Regions from separate parts of the Canis lupus genome. Here region 1 is linked to region 2. A link is a contact called in public Hi-C data. All regions are on one chromosome and are shown on one strand. Each heading gives the region's core, a stretch centred on a gene start, on an enhancer-like site or on the middle of the called end of the contact. The rest is flanking DNA. Distances are from core to core; before and after follow the strand shown. Region 1 holds the start of HORMAD2 (HORMA domain-containing protein 2). Region 2 has its middle 16 kb from the start of AP1B1.

Evidence for each region. A called contact is a pair of places that touch in the nucleus more often than the background predicts.
Region 1: a Hi-C map of skin fibroblasts shows a contact between it and region 2, with 2.3 times the contacts expected there. The contact joins the promoter of HORMAD2 here to the enhancer-like site in region 2. A contact is called at or near these places in 2 of 9 Hi-C or Micro-C datasets (amygdala and skin fibroblasts).

What each region holds. Positions count from the first base shown.
Region 1 is chr26:23,659,433-23,664,566 of UU_Cfam_GSD_1.0, forward strand. It overlaps HORMAD2 (HORMA domain-containing protein 2), which reads left to right and starts at 1,684. Exons shown (of 13, transcript XR_005379368.1): 1 at 1,684-2,017. LOC119877596 (a long non-coding RNA gene) reads right to left here. Exons shown (of 6, transcript XR_005379373.1): 2 at 4,117-4,192.
Region 2 is chr26:23,115,274-23,120,889 of UU_Cfam_GSD_1.0, forward strand. No RefSeq gene overlaps it. Among named protein-coding and RNA genes, the nearest start is that of AP1B1, 16 kb to the left of the region's middle. Within about 2 kb of position 2,593, at least 7 of the 20 cell types and tissues checked have an H3K27ac peak or open chromatin away from gene starts, as enhancers often do.

The sequences.
Region 1 (5,134 bases), core at 434-2,933, 540 kb after region 2:
CTCTCATCTGTAAAGTAAGGGAATAGACTGATATTTTCTAAAGCCCCAGTGGCGCTATCGATTTTTAATCGTCTAATATCGTTCCTTAAGTCATAGATTGGTTCATTCAACTATATGAATACCTTCAATGAACATAATAAAGGACAGTTTCTGCCCTCAAGGAGTGTATAAGTCATGGGAAAAGTGAAGTCTCTACCCATAGCTTCTAGGTGCTCATTCATCCATTCAAATTCTAAACAAAGGTCACAAGGAGCTCAACAAGAATGAGAATGGAAAGGAGAAGGAGAAACTCCACAAAAGCTCTTAGAGGAAAAAAAGAGTATTGTCTCAGTCCACCAAGGTTTATTGAGTGATCCCTGTCTGCTAGGCACTGTGTTGTGTGTTGAGCTATAGGGATCCTGGAGTGACCCAGACAGATCAGGCCTCTAATAAAGCTTACTTGCATTCTCCGTGGTGAAGAAAAACAGGTTAAGAAATAAATGAAATCCAGATTGTGATAAATTTTAGTAAGGAAACAATGGTAATGAGAGACAATAACTGTGTGTGTGTGTGGGGGGGGGGTGAGATGAACTTTCATTAGCATAAGGTAGAGGAAGAAGGCTCTTTGGAGACAGTGAAGCTGAGACGAGGGCAGATGAGAATGACAGAACAGACGGACTAGTGGTCCCTCCATTGGGAAGTGGGTAAATACTGACGCCGAAAGGGCTGGAGCAGAGAGACCATCTGCCAGGCTGGAGCTTACAGAGCAATTTCTTCTGGAAAGTTCAGGATTAAAGTAGTTCTCAACCAAGGGTGGTTTTGTCCCTCAGGGGACACTTGACTACATCTGGAGACATTCTGGGTTGTCACAAATTGGCAGGGAGAAGAACGACCGGAGGTTTAGAAACCCTGCACTAAAAAACTATCGCAGCCCAATTCATGGTTTTAGTCATTTCATTATGTTATTAACTCATGTTTTTACCAGCTTGGATCTTTTTTTCCTTTACTGCAGAAACAGAAAGTAAAAACAGGTGTCCAGAGGCCCCATGCTTCATCCACTCCCAAAGAAATCCCATCGCAGAGGTTCAAGGGGGACTTCACGAACCTTCGAGAAACTCCACAAGGCAGTGGAATACGTCTGAACGCGCGACGACAAATCGATGTTGAAAATAACGCAAAGTTGGATCGATCGATGCCAGGGAAGAAGTGGAGATGCCTCAAGGGGTGACACCTCTGTCTCTGGACCGCTAGCTCCCGGTGCCGGCTTCCGCGAGGACACCCGTACGCCAAGCACCTAGGCTCTAGAGGCTTCTACCCGACACCGCCCTAAGCTGGTCTCACGCCTCTCTGTCCTGGTCCCCGTCCAGGCTCGCATTCACCCCGCGGTCCTTCCGGCTCTAACCCGGCCCCGCCCCATTGACCCCAGGTCCCTCTGGGCCGGCCAGGACCTCCGCGCCGCCGCCTCACCTGGGACAGCAGGCGTCTCCTCAGCGAGCCCCACGGGAGACTGTCCTCGACGTACCGGTTGCCCAGGTGCAGCGGCCCCGCGCGGAAGGCCCCGTCGGGGTCCGTGGGCGGCGCCGCGAGCCCAGGGCGGGTCCCTCAGGCCCGGGAGCGCGGGGCCAGCCCTCAGAAGGGCAAGAAAGTCGGCAGCAGGGACACGGCGCCGGCGACGGGAGGCTGCGTGGCCTGAGAACCAGCGCGAAGGAGGCCCGCCCTAGAGGACGCCGGCGCTGAGGGGGCCGAGCCTGTCAGGGGTCGGTTAGCGGCCGCTCACCCCTTTTTGCATATTCATGAAGCCGAACGAGGCAGACCGCCCAGGCAAGCCTTGGAGAGATCATGCATTATTCATGAGGCAGCGTCTCGCCCCGCCCTCAAAGGACCTTATTGACTATTCATAAGCCTAAGCGGGTTTGGGCCGGAAACGGCCGTTGGGTACTCACGCTCCTGAGAGAGGCGTCGACAGCTGAAGTGAGGGCTGTCCAGACGCAAGGTTTCCGGAGAAAGACAGTGCTTGAGCATCGTCAGTTTTCCTAAGGTTAGGTTAATTTTTTTTTCCCTTTCCTTTTCTTTTTCCTTGAGGCTTTAAGTTTGATTTGAAGGTATTCCGCAGAGGCCCGAGGTTCTCTGAGGAGAAGCGGGAAGGCTGGCACTGAGGAAGAAGACTAAGGGAAGCTTCTAGATTAACACCCCACCCTTCCCTCTACTCTCACCCTCAGCGCTCGAGTTTTGAAAAATTTCACGTACAGGAAGGGAGGACGAAAAAAAAAAGAGTGGGGAGAATTTTTCTGCGAACACCCGCATTCCCGCTATCAAGGTAGCTCTTGAATTCAGATTTCAATGGGAAAGAAGCAATGAGTCTTGGTGAGGAAGCAGCAGCGGTAGTTAGCGAGTGGCCCAGCACTGGGGTCAGGCCAACGACGTCTGTGCATTGCTGGGGGTTGGGAATGGAGCTTTGGGGTGACGTTGGGTAGGCCAGGTTTTCGCCAGCCATGGAGGTGTTCCACCAGGATCCATGCGTGGCGCAGAGCAAGAGGTGACAGAGGTGGGGATGGGTCCCCACGGAGTCATCTTGGCTCCTTTGCCACCTTTTCCAGGACGTGCCCTTTAATCTCTGTGGACTTTAGGTCCCCGAACAGTACAAGGGCGAAAGTGTCTTGAAACGCAAGATTAGCCAATCACCGACATGTGTTCAGATGTGCAGAGCATGGGACGGAGTGTTTTCACTTCACTTGGCTGGTGAAAACAAAGATAAAGTTCGGTCCTTGTCCCTAAAAGAGTTTTTTATTTAATTAGGCTGATAGTCTCATATCTCCCCCATTGGATCATCAATCTCTTGAGATGTGAGTGATATTTTACATCTTTGCAATCCTACATGATGTCTGGTACATTGTAGTCACCCAGTAAATTTTGAATGAATGAATAATTGAGGTAGCCCGAAGAAGATATTAAAAAACCAAAAGAGCATGAACAAATATCCGATTAATATAGTGGAAAACCATTTACTCTGAGTGAGCGTGGAAAAGGGGAATTATCAGAGCCAAATGGAATTTGTTAAAATGGTGAATAATAATTTATGGAAGCAAACTCTGTGAAGCCTCTGAATAACTGGGTGACCTCTGACAAACCAACTTCTTTTGTTGGACTTCATTTTCCTCTTCTTTATAGTTTTACATTTTACGTTTAAATCCATGACCCATTTTGAATTATTTGTGTGCAGTGTGAGATTTAGACTGAGAGTTTTTGGTTTGGGGCGGGGGGGGGTTGTTTTTGTATTTTGCCTACAGAGATCCTGTTGTTCCAATACCATTTGTTGAAGAGACTATCCTTCCTCCACTAAATGACTTTCCTTTTCTTTAAAATAAAGGGATTAGATTATCTTTAGAGGACATGTCCTTTCCCTTCCAAATCTATGATGCTGAGCCCATTTATGTCAAAATGTACTTCCTTTGTGTAAAGCCATCCTTCATATCAGGCAAGAAAGCTCATCTAGTTGCATTTTAGAATTCAGCTATTAGATATTGTTCATTTGATATAAAGGGAATTTTCTTGTTAAAAAATGGTTTTGGAAGATTGGGAAAGATGGGTGGAAATCATTAGGAAATCAACTATTATTGTCTTTGTGCAAACATGATAAAAGTGGTTTTTACTTCACTCAGAATGGCCAAAATGGGGGGGGGGGGGTGGGCAAGAAGTGGCTTAGGCTTTAATATACTGAGCAATAGCTGGTTAATCTTTATTTAAATCTTGGATTCACTCGTAAAAGGGTAAAATAGTAAGCAATTGTATCAACATTTTAAATAGGGCAGTTGAGATGTAAGTCAAGAGGTTAGCCTAGTATGAGTCTTTTTATCTGAGAAAGTACATCTTGCCCTCCCAAGATCATAATTCTTGTCACAGAGTGAATATATCGAGTATAAGAGTGAATGATATTGATGCCCTGTGACATTTCAGATATTTGTGGGTCAAATATGCAAGCAAATATATAACTGAAAGACATTTGAAAGTTAGAGTTTTGTTCATAAAATCCATAATTATTATGAAATCTCTCCTAAGCTTTTAGATAATGAGTTAGAACAAGGTGATTAAAAAACATCAGAGTTATTCTCTTTGAGTGCATGATCTGTAGTGTCATACCTCCTGGGGCTGTCAGCTTGTGAGCTTTCAAAATTAAGCAGAGTTTGTACTTGAATAGGAGACTTCCACAAAACACCTGCTCAAAGAGAAAACAACAGTAGCAAAGGAATAATTAGAGGTTGAAAAGAGCCTGGCTATTTAAAAAAATCATTTAGATATGTTTTGCCTTTCTAAAGCAAGCTCATTCTAGAACAACAGAAAAAGACACTACTGTACTTAGAAGTAAGCAAGCAAGCTCCACAACTAGGAAAGCACTGGTAGTGCATCATTTTAAATGGAATGCAAGCAAAAAGGAATTTCATTTTAGGGAGTCATTGTAGAAAAACTCCTAAATTGTGAGCAAAAATTTCTTAAGTTTTATTCTCAGTCTGCCAGTGAGTGTTTGACCCTGAGTAAGTGAGTTGATTTCTCTGGACCTTGATTTCCTCATCTAGAAAATTAGATGTTTGGACTGGATGACATTTAAAGTTCCTCCTATCTCTAATATTCTGTAATTCTTTTCTAGATACTTAATTCTTTCTCATTCTTGTAGTACTTCTCTATTGACCCAGCAAATATTTATTGAGCATCTATTTTGTTCCAATACTGGAACAATGCTGAGGTGCTGAGGATTCAAGAATGAGCTGAACCAGACATAAAAGGTGACATATTACATGATTTCATTTATATGAAATGTCCAGAATAGGCAAATCCATAGAGATGAAACATAGATTAGTGGTTGCAAGGGGCAAGGGGGAGGGGAGAGTGGGGAGTGATTGGTAATGGGCATGGAGTTTCTTTTTGGGAAAACAAGAATCTTCTGGAATTAGTAGTGATGGTTGCAAAACTATGATAAAACCCATTAAATTGTACCTTTAAGGACACCTTTAAAAAACAAAGAATGAGCTAGACAGACACAACTTTACTTTCATGTTAGCTTACAATGGGGTGGGATGGATACATAAATGTAACCGTGATACTGTATATATTACAATGGGCACATAACCCAACTTGGTGGTGGTGGTCATCAGGGAATAGT
Region 2 (5,616 bases), core at 1,343-3,842:
TGCAAAAAGTAAGCTTCAAAACAGAATGTATAATCTTTAAACATAAATATCAGGGGTGCCCAGCTGGTTCAGTCAGTGAGCGTACAACTCCTGATCTCGGGGTTGTGAGTCCCATGTTAGGTGTAAACATTACTTAAAAATAAAATCCTTAAAAAAAAAAAAAAAAAAAAAAAAAAAAAAAAAAAAAAAAATAAAATCCTTAGTAAAATCTAAAAAAAAAAAAAAAAAAAAAAAAATCTTTTTGAGACTCCTGGGTGGCTCAGTGGTTGAGTGTCTATCTTTGGCTTAGGGCATGATCTCAGGCTCCTAAGATCTCCTAAGATCGAGTTCTGCATTGGGCTCCCTGGGAGGAGCCTGCTTTTCCCTCTGCCTATGTCTCTGCCTCTCTCTATGTCTCTCATGAATAAATAAACAAAATCTTAAAAAAAAATAAATTAAAAAAGCCATAAACATTAACATTTACTTGTAAATGCATAAAAGGGTCTAGAAGAGTATATATCCTAAATGGTTCCAGAGCTTATCTCTGGAGAGTAGGGTTACAGAGGTTTTCACTGTCTACTTCAGACATTTTTGTAACTGAATATTTTTTTAACAAGTGCATGCTACTTTGAGGGATTTCCTTCCCCATCTAAAACATAATCCTATAAGATTATTGCCAACAATTTCAAATTCTCCAGACCATTGATCCTTCTGTTGAGCAGAATAATAATAAGGATTCAGGTTTTTGAAGTCTGAGTGACAATAGATCAACAGGATTAAGACCATGACTTGACACATAACTACTGGGTTCCTCTGAGCAAGGTAATTAACCTATCTAGGCCTCGCTTTATTCTAAAAAATGGGGTTAGTAGTAACTCCTACACCTCAGAGGATTTCTTACATTGGCAAGAAGAAAAATTATAACAATGTCTTTTTTTTTTTTTTTTAATGTAAAGATTCTTTAGTGAGGCAGACTCTTAAGACCCTGCCTAGGTCTCCAGTGGAGGTGTCACATCTTACAACCGCTTTTATTGGCCCTGGCCATCATCTTCCCAGCTGTTGGGTCTCACACTGGACCCCTGGAAGTTCTCCTCAGGACCAGGAGCCCACAGGACAAATGTGGCTAATGGAATCTGGCCTGGACTCTTATGTCTGGCACCAGTTCAGCAACGAGGATATAAAAAACCCAGACATCACCTCATCGCTGTTTCATCAAAAAAAGGAGACTTTCTCCCTGCACATCTCTGCAGAGGACAAATTCTTGCTGTCTGTGTGGCCTGGGAGGGAGCAGGAAGAGGACAAGAGGGAATCTGGGAAGTTTTCCCCATCTTGGGGTTCAGAGGGCAGCCTGGGTCATTGTTATAGGCATGGGACTGTCTCCTTGGTAACCATGACAAACAACTCCACTCCCAGGCACTGGGTGGGGCCCTGACAAGCATAAACCCCTTTAGCCCTCCCCACACCCAGTGAGGGATGTACTGGATCCTCTCCTAAAAGGGGTGAGGGGCCTTGGCCCAGGTCACTGAGCTACTGCCAGGATTTGCCCCCAGTCCAACGGACTCCAGAGCCAGTGCTCTCAGCTTCCCAGGAGCCAAGATGCCTGTGGCATAAGCACAGCTCTACTCAATGTCACATGTGACCTTGGACAGGTCTGAGAACCTTCCTGAACAGCCCCTCAGGGATCTTCAGAGGCAAACTTCAGGCCATCCAGCCACTTCCTCCAGGATAGTTCTGCCAAGAGTTTATGCACTGGGCTTTCCTGGAAGATTTGGTCTGAACACAGGGTTTGACAGCCTTAGAAAGAAAAATAAAATAAAAAGCAAACAATCAAAACCTTTGCAGGACCAGAGAGTCTCCAAGAGCTAGGACAGGAAGGTTCCCATGGTTCTGGAGACCCAGTGTGCTCTTTCTAGAGGCCAATCCAGTCCCTCCAGCTCCCCAGGCCCTGCCTGCCCTGTCCACCTCGCTCAGGGTCCTCATGGCTTCCCCTGTGTCCCTGCTCCAGAGGACCTGGGGTCTCCTCATGCCTCACCAAGTGCCAGTCAGAACACTGGAGACCTTGTAGGCTTCTCAGGACTCCTCCGCATGCATGCCCAAGGCCAGTGCCCCAGCACAATTAGGCAGAGGTGGGCCTCACTGACCCCGCCCTGTCTTCCTTTCCTTTCTCAGTCTCCAGGGTCATTGCAAGGTCAGGGGCCCAAGGGTGTTTCGCGAAAAGCTGTGAATCCAGATTTTTATGTCGAATCACCCAGCTTTTAAATGTTGACAACTGTACAGTCATTTGCTCTGTGATCTCAGACCCGTTCCCTGCCCTTCCTCTGCTTCGCTTGGCATCCCAGGTATTCAATCCTGTGAACTACATTTCCCAGGCTCCTCTGCCAACTGACTCTAGTTAGAGTCAGCCAATGGGAGGCGCTGAAGAAAGACTGGCAGGTGGGAAGAGGCCGGGCTATTTCTCATCTCTCTGCGCATGCCCGGGTCTCCTCCAAAGCTTCAGTGCCTTCAGCCGGCCCATCCTCCATGGGTCCCGCTCACAACTTGGGGTAACCACCTTCCTGTTTGGCCTTTCAAAATTGTCCATATTGGGATCCCTGGGTGGCTCAGCGGTTTAGCGCCTGCCTTAGGCTCAGGGCGTGATCCTGGAGTCCTGAGATCGAGTCCCGCATCGGGCTCCCTGCGTGGAGCCTGCTTCTCCCTCTGCCTGTGTCTCTGCCTCTCTCTCTTTCTCTGTCTCTCCCATGAATAAATAAATAAAATCTTAAAAAAAAATTGTCCATATTAACTCCTCTAAAGTGGGCTCTGTTATTCTGATATGGCAATTAATTCAAATACGCTTTTTCCTTTTTAAGATTTATTTATTTGACGGGGGGGGGGGTGGGGGGGGGAAGAAAGAGCACAAGTAGGGGGAGCTACAGAGGGAGAGGGAGAAATAGACTACCCGCTGAGCAGGGAGCCCAATGTGTGGCTTGATCCCAGAACCCAGAGAACATGACCTAAACCAAGGCACCCCCCAAATCCTCTTTTTTTTCTGCACATATTTTTTTTATCATAGTAAAATATATATAACATAAAATTTACCATTTCTAAGTGTACAATTAGCAGCTGTGCAACATGACTGTGATCTTTGCTTTACAGGTGCAAATATTCTCTCCTGTAGTTCCTTGCCTGAGCATCGCGAATCCCACGATGTTAATGGGAGAGGACAGATGACCCCCATTCCACAGAGGAAACTGGAGCTCAGCCAGGCATGGCTACTGACCCAGACACCGGATTCCCAGCCCTGTGCTCTGTCCTGAACTCCAGCCAGCTCCCTGTTTGCCCCCTTCCCCCAATCTTCAAACCTGCGCATACACCTCCTGCTGCTCTGCCCCCCCCCCCCCAAAGTGAACTCCTGCCACAGGGCTCCCCTTAGAGTGTCACCTGGGGAGTGGGGTAGGGGTGAGGGGCTTTGGAGTCTATATACCAGGTAGGAGTAATAATAATGCCAACAACAACAATACAACCTTATGTTTATTAGCATTCAGTTCCTTCTGCATGTGGGAAGGAATTGCTGAGGGTCTTGCATCTCTGCTTTCCAGGAGTCAGATGGAAGTTTGGAAAAGCTCAGAGCAGAGGTCTTCATAATTAAAACAAGCCAACGACCAACCTCTGGAGATGGCAGGGGGCGGGGGGCTACTACAGCTTCAGGTCCTTTGTCCCTTAATCCTCCAATATCCTGAGAAAACAGAGGCTCCTGAAGGAGGTCCTTCTGGTTCCATAGCAGTAAGGGGTGGAACCGGGACTCAGACCCAAGTCTCCTTGTGCACAAAGACCAAGGGACCTGTGTAGCCCCTGTGCTCACTCTGGCTTCCTTGCCTTTGCCTGGGCTGTTCCTTCACGCTGGGCTGCCTCCATGAGGGATAATAAAATGGGTATCAGACTGGGCTGAAGAGGTCCCCCAGAGCCTGCTGCAGCCCTTCCCCCATTGCTGGGCAGGGCCCTGGATGACAGCCCAGGCTCTGCTGCAGAGTAGAGCCAGGCAGGCACTCAGCCATCTGCTGAAGAGGCACAATGGCGGTAGGGAGAGGGGCCTGGGGCAGAGGACAAAGGCTTTTGGTGGCCTCATATCTCTGCCAGAGCATGGTGAGCACTCTGTGTCAAGCCCTGAGCTTCAGTGGGTAATGGGGCACCTCAGAGGTATGGGTTTAAACATGGCTCTCAATAACACAAGCCCAGATTTGTCTGTGAACACACAAACCTGCTCAGAAGGACACTTGAGATTACCTCCAGGGGAGGAGCTGGGTGGCTGGCGACAGAAGAGAGGAAAGGAGACTGCTTTGTCTACCCTTTGGCCCTTTGGACTTTTAACCATTAAAAAATCATTTGAAAAGTTTAAACTCTGGTTTGGTAAATCATTGCTGTGTGACCTTGAGCAAGTCACTTAACCTCTCTGAGCTTCTATTTCCCCAACTACAAAATAGGGTTAATCATAGCACTTCATAGAGAAAGAGTAAAGTGTAAATGAAAGTATTCACACAGCGTGCTTAAGCATGGGGCCCGAGGAGCAGTAAAAGCTCTTGAAATGGGATAGCTATTTGATTATTAATACTATTATTATTATTATTTTTATTTTTATTATTGATGATTGTCTGTCAGACCCCAAGTAAGGGCTACTATCACAGTCCTCTGACACCTTCCAAGATCTCTTCCTGAAGACTGAGGCCATTCCAGCAAATGCCAGCTCTGTTACTACTAGGTCTGTGATTTTCATAGATCAAGTCATCTCTCTGTCTATGCCTCAGTTTCTTCCTCTGTGAAACAGAGACACTAGAACTTGCCCACTATTCACAAGATTATTAACAATTAAGACTTAGTCAGGGGTGGCTCAGTGGTTAAGGGTCTGCCTTTAGCTCAGGTAGTGATCCCGGTGTCCTGGGATCGAGTCCCACACTGGGCTCCACAGAGGGAGCCTGCTTCTCCCTCTGCCTATGTCTCTGCCTCTCTCTTGTGTCTCTCATGAATGAATAAATAAAATCTTTTTAAAAAAAACTTAGTCATTCAATATTTCCCAGTAATCTCTGTATCACATATGGTGGCAGGCACGGCAGGTGCCAAGGTGAGGGCAAGGAGCTCACAGTCTGCTGGGAGGCAGCTAAGTTAACAAATACTTGCAACAAGAGAAAGAAGTGGTAGATGGGGGAGCTAAGACAGCAGAGGAGCCTAAGCCAGCCAGGAGTTGAAAAGGGCATCATGGAAGCCTTCCTGGAAGAGGTGGTGCCACAGCTGAGCACTGAGAGATGACTATGGGCTGGTCAGTCAGAGGAGAAAGAGGATCAGAAAATACGCTGCAGGCAAGGACAGCAGTAACAACAAGGGCTAGAGGGCTGAGATCCAGTGGGTTGGTTGTTCTAGAAGAAGCAGGAAGTGAAGTCAGCCCCAGTGAGGGCAGTGGGAAGAGGAGTGAGGAGACTGACCTTTTGTCACTGACCTTAGAGGACTGCCTGGTTTCAGACATCAGGCCGACCACCTATCTGCTGTGTAACTTAGGCAAGTTACTTAACCTCTCTGTGGCAAATGAGAACAGTGCTTATCCCACTCTGGTGTTGTGAGGATAAAAGTAAGTTAATCCACATAAGGTGCTTAGAACAGGGGCTGGCA